Linked DNA regions of Mus musculus: region 1 is linked to region 2. The links are chromatin contacts, called in public HiChIP or PLAC-seq maps. All regions are on one chromosome and are shown on one strand. The core of a region is the stretch at or near the end of the contact, and the rest is flanking DNA. Distances in the headings are between cores, read along the strand shown. Region 1 has its middle 18 kb from the start of Gm32835. Region 2 overlaps Nav1 (neuron navigator 1).

Evidence for each region. HiChIP or PLAC-seq counts read pairs in DNA pulled down with a chosen protein or histone mark.
Region 1: a contact with region 2 is called in an H3K27ac HiChIP or PLAC-seq map of stem cell-derived neural progenitor cells. The contact joins two enhancer-like sites. A contact is called at or near these places in 8 of 39 promoter capture datasets (the 3T3-L1 cell line, 3T3-L1-derived adipocytes, the HPC-7 cell line and 5 more), 1 of 15 datasets of contacts at CTCF or cohesin (embryonic stem cells), 46 of 484 Hi-C or Micro-C datasets (the 63-12 cell line, the BV-2 cell line, the CH12 cell line and 27 more), 28 of 115 datasets of contacts at active chromatin or transcription factors (the HPC-7 cell line, the NIH/3T3 cell line, bone marrow-derived macrophages and 18 more) and 2 of 9 other capture datasets (adipose tissue and liver).

What each region holds. Positions count from the first base shown.
Region 1 is chr1:135,667,505-135,672,391 of GRCm38.p6, reverse strand. It overlaps a transcript of Nav1 not described here. Among named protein-coding and RNA genes, the nearest start is that of Gm32835, 18 kb to the left of the region's middle. Within about 2 kb of position 1,796, at least 151 of the 459 cell types and tissues checked have an H3K27ac peak or open chromatin away from gene starts, as enhancers often do. A contact at or near this core is called in cerebral cortex, cortical neurons, forebrain and 7 more, where this site is marked.
Region 2 is chr1:135,563,708-135,568,431 of GRCm38.p6, reverse strand. All of the region lies in intron 1 of Nav1 (neuron navigator 1), which reads left to right. Among named protein-coding and RNA genes, the nearest start is that of Nav1, 19 kb to the left of the region's middle. Within about 2 kb of position 2,446, at least 85 of the 459 cell types and tissues checked have an H3K27ac peak or open chromatin away from gene starts, as enhancers often do. A contact at or near this core is called in cerebral cortex, cortical neurons, forebrain and 7 more, where this site is marked.

The sequences.
Region 1 (4,887 bases), core at 547-3,046, 100 kb before region 2:
GTGCTCATCCAGCGTCCCTTAGCATAGCCCCTGAACATATCCTATAGTCCCCGTCCTAGTGTCCATGTGCCCAAACACAGAGGCAACCCTGGGAGATGGTTAAGGCTTGCTTTTAGGTTGTCTGCCCTCCATGGGGAGCCCACACTGACTGCATCTTCTCCCCGAGCACCGTCCTCTGCTGGCGGTGACTTGCCAGCAGATATCTCTTCATCGTCCCAGTTTCTACATGAGTTCACCGTGGCCCACTTGCTCACACCCCTTACACTGGGAAGAACAGGCCATTGCCCAGGAAACCGCTGGCTGCAATCCAGTCCCTTTACTGTAATCATGTTGAGAAAAAAGGCAGGCATGACTTTGCTTCGGCAGGAATTAAAAGATGAAGGGAAGAAGGAAGGGGACACCAAGGTCATTTCTATGGCTCTTGTAAAAAGACAGAGGATGCCTCGGAAGCTGAAGAAGAGATGCTGTCTCTGTGCTGTGCTGTGTGGCACCTGAGATGTGGTCGCTGTGTTGTGCTGTGCTATATATGGTATCCAAAATGCTGTCTCTGTGCTATGCCGTGTGGCTCCTGAGATACCGTCTTTGTGCTGTGCTGTGGTGGCAATGGAGCCTTATGTGAGGCATTCAAAGGGGCAGAAAGGAGGCAACCTAGGGTTCCAAAAAAAAGCAGATGAAAAACAAAGCAAACAGCACCAGTAAAGAGGTCTGGATGGATGGCTCAATGGTTAGGAGTTCCTGCTACTCCTCCCAAAGTTCTTGTTTGCCTCCCAGCACCCACCTTAGGTGGCTCACAACTGCCTGTAACTCCAGCTCTAGGGGATCCAGCGCCCTCTTCTGGCCATGCACAGGGCTTACACTCATATATCATATGCATACACATACATAAAAATAAAATATAATAATAACAACATAAAGCCAGTATCAGAGTAAGGGGGAAATAGAATTGTGTTTCTATGCTTCTGATACTTCCTAGGTGTGTGTTTTTGTGTCTGACTTTGTTTGTGACTTAGAATATACCATGTGCCATGTGCCTGTTCCTGTCTCTGAACCTTCATCTGTAACAGGGAGCTAACTCTAACCTAGCTCACCGGACAGCCTAGCTTATGGGGACATCTGTATAACAGAGTCTGTGTAATAACACACTTAGCTTAGCACCTGGCTTGCAGAAACCAGAGATTATTGACAAATAGTCGCTCACGGACAAGACACTTGACCTTCTGAGACCCGACCCTCCACTCTGTAAACTGGGGTTTGACTCTGGTTCCCTTTGGGCCTGCTGAGAGACTGTGGCTGCAGATGTTGTGGCATAAGATGGGTTCTCAGTGAATGAGTGCTTCCTTAGGGAATGCTTGAAGTTCCCCTTTGGGGTGACCAGAAGCAGATCCCTGTCCCCTGAGAAGCCCACACTGTGGCTTTCAAGTCTCTGCATGGGATGGAGGCTTAGGATTTTCCTCTGGCAGGGGTAGCATCTCAGACAGGAGAGGCTGAAAGAGTTTTGAGAGACATGAGAGTATGCTGTAGCCGGATGAAGGCTTTCACAGAAGGTGTGGCCAGAGTGCAGAAGCACTGGCCTCCTCTCTCCTCCAAGGGTTTGGTTTAGAAGTTGTCAAGGACCACAAGCTGTTCTTCCACTTCCTTTTGAGCAGGGCCTAAGTCATCTGGCGCCGACTGTATCATAGAGGCCTTGGGAAGAGATGGTGCAAAAGGAGATAGGAAATCTGGTTCACCCTTTGTCTGCGTGTCTGTGCATCGTTCTGTGGCTACCACTAGAGGGCGCAGTTGCCCAGCACAACCCACAGGATTCCCACGCCCTCCTCTGCAGCAGCCAGCTGGCCCCTGCGTCATTTGGGCTGGGAAAAGCAGCGAGGCTTACCCACTCAACTCTACACTAGATGAAAGACGGGGGTGGGTGAGAGCCTCGGGTGGGGCAGCCCTGCACTGTATGGGAAAACTAGGCGAGCAGAGGACTTTAACGGCCTAGAGAGCAGAGCTGGGTCTGTTACCCTCAATGGTGTTTAAGACTTTGATTCTTGGCATAGGCTCTATCTATAGAACTACCCCTGTCCCACAAAAACAAACAAACAAACAAACAACCTCAGTTTTTCTCTTTATTCTCCTGGACTATCAAGTATGTTGGGTGATTTCAAACAGACTTAGATGGTGTTGGTTGGCAAAAACAAACCGTCAATGTTGTCTAGTCTGGCTGTCTCTGGAGTCTTCTTTTCTTGCGGTTACTGGGACCCGCAGCCAGAGCCAGCTTTCCCTCCCCTATCAGCACAACCCTCCTGTGTGGCTCTGCTAACTTGCCCACTGTAGATGGATATAACCCGCCCCAAACTACCATTTGCCTTAGCCTTGGGCTTCCTTGGCTGATGACCAACAGAACTCGTGCATCTGCAGTAACTGGAGGAAGTACAGGAGGAACTGGGATAAGCCTAGGACCCTGGTTCCCTGCCAGAGCCCTTGGCCGTAGCGTGCCTGGAGAGGCAATGATTTAGTGAGACCCTGTCACCTAGCTCTTCAAGTCTCAAGCTGCTGATGCCATAGGAGGATGCCGCTGTGTCTATAAACCCATCTCTGGGGCTGTGTAGCTGCCTTTCTCTTTCCCTCTCTGCAGACCCTCTCTTTGGGAGTGGAGGTACTGCTAAGCACTCACCGTGGTCTTCATATGGTCCACTGGGGTCTTTGGCTCTATGCCATAAGCTGGGTCTCCCAGGGCTCTGAACAGTGATGGACAGACCAAGTTGCTTCCTATCCTCGGAGCCCCAGAGTAGGCAGTGGGCTGGGGGCAGGGGAGGCGGGGCAAATGAATCCAGCATTCCATAGGCTTCCAAATTGTGTGCCTCTGTACTTGCTCTTTCCAAGAATCCTACACAACTACCTAGAGTCTGGTCTGGGGCCAAGCTGGAGTCCTTTCATCCCGAGCCTTCTCCCCCAGAGACCACCGAACTGCAAAGCCTGGACCACAGCTTGCCTCTGCACCGTGAGGGCTCCTCTAGCAGAAAGACGAGAGTCCTTCTGAGAGCCTCCTCCTGACTTTACCCAGACAGGGTTAGCAGACCATCTGGTTCCAGTGTAATATGGTCAGGGAGGCCGTCCTAGATGCAGCGATATTTAATATTAGAGGATATGAACAGGAAGATGAGCTGGTTCCTAGTCAGGATGATAACACAGGAAGAGATGAATCTGCTGCAGTCATACACGGGGCCACCCAGAGGCAGGGTGTGGTCCCATCTGACTTTGCATCCAGGGTCTGCTGCTTACTGGCCGTGACTGTGAACGAGACCTTCCAGTGCTTGCTAAGACTGGATGTGTCTGACACTGGCATTAGAGTGGGCATTATATACGAACTGACTTATTTCTCTTTCTTCTGTTTTCATTTTTGGGCTTTTCTTCTGGGTCCTTTATTTCTAGACTCCGGAAGCTCCCCAGGGAAAGAGATGGTCCTCCCTACCCACCTCAGGCAAAGCCCTGCCTCTTCAACAGTGGGTTGACTTAAGGTCTAGGGCGGTGTCCCTGGCTTGTCTCAGGATCTCCATATCTTGATGCCCAGATTGGGAGTTCTCTGCAGCTAGGGGCTGTGCTTCCCCTATCAGCCTCTTATGTCTTAGTCAGTAAGTACAGCTCGGGCATAAGATGTTCAATGTGGAAAAAAAGGGTCCGCACTGAGTATAACCAATGAAATCTGAGACTCATCGAGCAGCCCCTTGCTTATGAAGGTACCTGGTAGCTCTCAAGGTGTTTTGCTAAGTGTGTTCCAGAACTTGGGTCCTTGTAGACAGAGGGTGTTTCTCAAGTGCAGACATCTGGAGGGCAGATGTGGAGTGGGCTGGGGAGGAGTGAAGTCCTGGAAGACTTGGGATTCCAGGCCCCGTGACTCACTCCCCATTCAAGGCCACTCCTCAGCAGCTGGGCTGCCTAAGGCCTGGGCTGTCTGGAGTTAGCCAGCCAGGTGTGGCTGCACAGTGGTCCCTGGCCTGGGGCACAGCTGTCTCTCAGCTGGATAGGACTGGAGAGCTCCTGACTGGGCACTCTCTCTATGCCATGTTCTCAGAGGTCCCCAGGTTCTGCTGAGCACAGCTGAGGGCGTGGTCTTACAAACAGGCCATTTAAGGGGGTATGTGGAAAGCAGGTGACTTTCTCCTTCTGTTTCAGTTGGGATGGGGTTCCCAGGGTTTGTGTGGTGTGGTGTGTGTGTGTGTGTGTGTGTGTGTGTGTGTGTGTGTGTGTGTGTGTGTTTCCCAGCCTGGGAGCAATGGAAGTGAGCAGATTCAGGGCAGAAGTGTGTGTGAGAGGGGTCTGCGTCTACTGTTTGTCATATCATCAAAGCACTGGGAAGGGGGTGGGTTCTGAGGTCAGCACCTTGGTCCAGGTCCCAGATGATGGTGAAGGTGGCTCAAAATCTTGTCTGAAGCCGGGCGTGGTGGTGCACGCCTTTAATCCCAGCACTCGGGAGGCAGAGGCAGGCAGATTTCTGAGTTCGAGGCCAGCCTGGTCTACAAAGTGAGTTCCAGGACAGCCAGGGCTATACAGAGAAACCCTATCTCGAAAAACAAAAAGAAAAAGAAAAAATTGTCTGAGTATCATTTTCCTCTTTAGAAAAGTGAGACTATTCGCAGCTCAGGGTGAGGCCCGGGGCCAGTGAGGTCTTGTAAGGGAGCTTGGCAAACAAGTCTTACAAGGATAGATGATGGTTAGATTTCGGGGTGACCAGGGCCCTGATTAAGCTGTCCTGGTCTTGTTAGTGAAGTCCTCAGGGAGGAGTGAGGTGGGGAGCGATAGACTAATTAAGAACTGACAGGAGAGACTGAGGGTACATCCATGCTTAGCAAGCCTACAGTGTGACATTTATGGCACTGAAAACAATCAGGTCCCCCGGGACTTGTC
Region 2 (4,724 bases), core at 1,197-3,696:
CCTGAACAACTCATTTTACCTCCCGGGTCCTCAGTTGATGCATCTCTTGCAAGGAGAGGATATTTGCTCTACCCTTCCTAGCTGCTGCGGGCGTGAGGGCATTTGTCATCACCAGCAGACACAGATGTATGGGCATTGGGGGAGGGAGGGGGACCTCTGCAGGCACTGTGCATTCCTCGAAGAGTCTACCAGCTGTCATGTCAGGCTTGAGGTGGGACTGTTGGAAGCCTCTCCAATCCGCAGAAGGCTTAGGCCCAGTTTAGGACGGAGAGGTGGGTGATGTAAGACCAGCTTTGCCATCCAGACCTCCACCTCCTTTCTTACCCCTACCCTGAGCCATGGCTCCTCTCCTTTTCAGCCCCTCCTTTCCTTAGGACACAAGAGCTCATTCTCACTGACACTACTATCTAACAGCAGCCTAGGCAGTCAGTGTGCCTTCTTGTTATTGTTTTGGTTTTTGTTTTCAACCTTAAGCCCCCCCCATCAGTATTATACTTTCCACCAACCCCAGCATGTACATATTGAATCTGTAAATTTCTGAATCTGTTATGTAGAATGTACTTGGTTTGTTTTACTGAATGTTTGGTTTTTTCCTTGAGCTGGTTGCAGTCCGCTGTGTTGATTACCATATCTACAAATGAGTTACTACTGCCTGAGCTTTGAAAAGCCCTGGTTTTAAAGGACCTTCTCTCTGAGCACAGAGATCCCTGGGACCTGTCTGGGAGGCCAGTTCACCAAGACGTTGGATACTAGAACATTCTCTCTGTGCCAGGCACTGTCTGAGGAACTTTACAGAGTAGAACCATGAATCCCCACAGCACTGCAGAGTAGGGTTTACTGTCTGCACAGTAAACTCAACCATTGAACAGCCAGGAAGTGAGGTCACATGGGGTTTAGGTCATTCGTCTGAACCTGCTCCATGAGTGTTAGAACCCCAGACACCTGCAATGTTAAACACTTAAGGCTCCTGGCTGCCAAGAGGCCACAGAGACAACGTGGGATAGCCATGGCACTTTAAGAAAGCAGCTCAGCTCTTGGGAAACAGAGGCAGACAAAATCTTTGTGAATTTGAGACCACCCTGTTCTACAGAGTGAGTTTCAGGATAGCCAGAGCTACACAGAGAAACCCTATCCAAAAAAAAAAGCCTGTGTGTCTATAGTCAGAGCTGGATTCTGTTGCCCTGGAAAGCCAGCCTGGTTTTTATGCTCACTCAAAGTAGGTGTGCTATGTGAGCTCCTAGCCCCATGAGATGCCTGGGTGCCTTTGCTCTATCAATTCCAGAGCCTGATGGACTAACGCTGAGGTTCCAAACTCTTCTACCCACTGCCCAGTGGGCATTAGAGTCAAGAACAAGCCCGGTCCTTGGCTTTTTAAAAAGTACTGTTGTTAATTTTAAAAATAACACTTTTCACAGGCTTTAAAAAAAAACAAAACCCGAGTGAGCTTAATCATCCACTCTCACTGTTTTTTAATGAATGCATTGTTTTAGGCTCTGTGAGAATGCAGTAAAAGTTTAAAAAAAAACAAACCACTTTTTTTTTCCAGAGTGTGTCCCCATATTTTATAGGTTGCTCTTAAGACGAAGACAAGGATTCCTGCACGTGGGCAGGCAAGACTCACAGATGGGCCATGGCGTGCAAGAGTAGAGCAAGCGTGCATTTGTAAGGGATCGTCGTGGGAGGCACACACTTCCCAGATTCCATGCCTGTTCCTTCTCTTGGCATAGTAGCTGGAGATGATCAGATGGATGCAGAGAAGGAAGGAAGGAAGGAAGGAAGGAAGGAAGGAAGGAAGGAAGGAAGGAAGGAAGGAAGGAAGGAAGGAAGGAAGGAAGGAAAGAAGGAAGGAAGGAAGGAAGGAAGGCAGGCAGGCAGGCAGGCAGGCAGGCAGGCACAGGGACGACTGGGTGACCATGAAACAGCTGAAGCAGGATTCTCTTTTTTTTTTTTCCTTTCTTTAAAAAAGATTTATTTCTTTGTATAGTTATGAGTATTTTGCCTGCCTGTGTGTTTGTGGTACCATGTGTCCAAGGAGGCCAGAAAAGGAAATTGGACCCCCTGAAACTGAACTTAGGTATGGCTTCGAGCCATCATGCGGATGTTGGGAATCAAACGTGGATCCTCTGCAAGAGCAACAAGTGCTCTAAACTGCTGAGCCATCTCTCCAGCCCTTGAAGTTGAGTTCTTAATTATTCTTAGCCTCTCCTAAAGTGAGACTCGGTCACATCCTTCTCTCCTCTCTTTCACGGCTGGAAGTGTTAAGCCCATTGCTCTCAGCCACCCCCAGCATGTTCACTCTCTTAGCTCCCTCGTGCTCTGCATCCTTGGCCAACCTCAATACAGAAATTCAAAGCAAAGCAACAGACCCTCCCCATGGAGAGCCCCTCAGCTGGCAGGGAAGAGAGGACACCAACGGCCAGGAGCTCCGGGCTCTGGCAGGAAACGGGCCAGGCACAGGGTGGTGGGTACAGCTGTGGCACATAGGAAGGGACACAGCAGTTGAATGCCAACCCTACTCAGAGCGTAGACATGGAATATTGCCCAAGATCTGTCTGGACCTGATTAACTGAGACTAGAAATGCCAGGGGGATGCTGAGGACTGGACCTGAGGAGGACAGACAGAATTAGAGATGGATTCTTAAGAGAATCCCAGAACAAGGAAAGCATCAGCTGAAAGAAGCAGCTGCAGAGGTGTGCCATCTGGGGGTAGAGTGTGGTGAGTGCCTAGGAGGGAGGACTGAGGACCTGGGTCAATGGTTGGGAGGGAGGACTGGAGACATGGGTCAGTGGCTGGGAGGGAGGACTGAGGACCTGGGTCAGTGGCTGAGAGGGAGGACTGGAGACATGGGTCAGTGGCTGGGAGGGAGGACTGAGGACCTGGGTTAGTGGCTGGAAGGGAGGACTGAGGACCTGGGATAGCTTGCAGCAGTGTTTCTCAGGCTGGTTGGAAACCAGGCCAATTCCTGCTCTGAGACATCTCTGCTTGGCCCAGGCAGCTGTTAACAGACCCCCTGAGTGCCCTTGGCCAGCCCCAGCTCCAGTCTTCTCCTCACCTGACTCCCTGTGAGCCCAGCTTGCCAGCTAAGGAACAGAGCCTGCCTCAGCTGTGGACAGAGCCAAGAAGTCACCATGGTAACCCTCTGGCTGATGGGGACTCAGGTTGCCATGGGAACATGTATAAAATCAAAAATTATTTTTGGGGATGGGTTGCAGCTAAGAAGGGCAGTGGGGACCATTTGCAGCAGTGCACACTTCCCAGGGTTCTGTTCCATGGCTCCTCAAGTTCCTCCCCGGGAATGGTGGGAGAGCCCAGCCCAGCACTTCTGAGAAATGACACTGATACTCCCAGGAACACTCCCAGAGGTCGTCCAATGCAAAACATGTCTCCCATTTCCCTGGTGAGTGTTTTGCCCAGCCGTATCTTTCAGTGCCAGATCCGCTCCTCGGCACCACCATGAAATCTGCAAAATTCATATGCCTGGCTCCTGCCAGAGACTCCAGGCCCAGCCGTCTCTCACAGTCAGTCTCTTTTCTGACAGGGCCTGACTTGAAGGTCCCTTTGTCATGAGCACTGGGCGAGCCATACAGGCACTGGGCATGCTCAGAAGAGCTGCTCGACAGAGGAGCCTGCTCTTCAATGTGGCCTCACAGAAAACACCAAAGGAGGCGAATGGTGTTTGGATTTCACAGAGGCAGGAGAGAGTGCATGCTAAATCCCACCTCTTGCCTTCCTCCCCGCAGCACTGCCTACAGTAGGATGGTGCTGGAACAGTCTGTGGAATGGGCCATTGCTCGGTGGAACCACTGGGCCATTTTCTGAAGTGAAAAGGCAGGAGAGGAATCTCACAAGAAAGAAACATTTTTTTTTTTTTTTTGTCCCTGTGGTGTGGCCTGGTCCAGCAGTTGTCATTCATAATTAGAATGTATTCTATACTATCCTAGGCCTCAGTTTCTCCCTCACCAAAAAGGTGATGGGGGGGGGGCGGGGGGGCGTGTCAGAGATGGAGCTGTTAATGAACCCTGGGCAGACCTGGGAGCCTCCTCCAGACCTGTTAGAAGGCTAGGGAGGGAGAGCACAGGGTGTGACCTGGGGACCTGGGCCCCTCTGAGGCATTTAGCCCTGTGCTCAGTGCTCAGTGCTCAGTGCTCAGTGCTCAGTGGAGGCTGTAGCCTGAGAAAACTTTCTCCTGAAAGCTGCCCTTAACTTGAGCCAGGCTCAGCTCAGGTTTCAGGACTCGGAGATTCTGCCTTCCCCCTCCCCCACCCCTATGACTAGACCAGAGCTCCGTGAGAGCTGAGGAGACCACATATTACCTCTTAGGAGACAGGACCAGTTGTTTCTCCCATGTGCCACGTGTCTCCTGGAACCTCCAGGACAGAAGAATCAGCAAGACTTGGGGGACAAAGCTGGCTGTGCTGGAGACGCTCTAGGGAGAACCGCACAGAGCTGGTTTGGCCTGACTGAGCAAGGCCAGGGCCTGGGTGCTTTGTTGTTCTGCCCCCAGTGCTCCGCCAGCTCTGCCAAGAGGAGACACAGTTTCTGAAGGGCTGCAGTCCAAATTCTTCCTGGCTCTTCTGAACATCCCCTATTCCTCCCCTGTCGAGCATTTTTTATGCCAAAATAATTAGGTAATTAATGATCGTGTCGTAGACCTTGTTTCTGGCACTCTATACTTCTTAAGAACTTTGGAGTCTGTTTGTAATACACATGAATACCAGCCCAC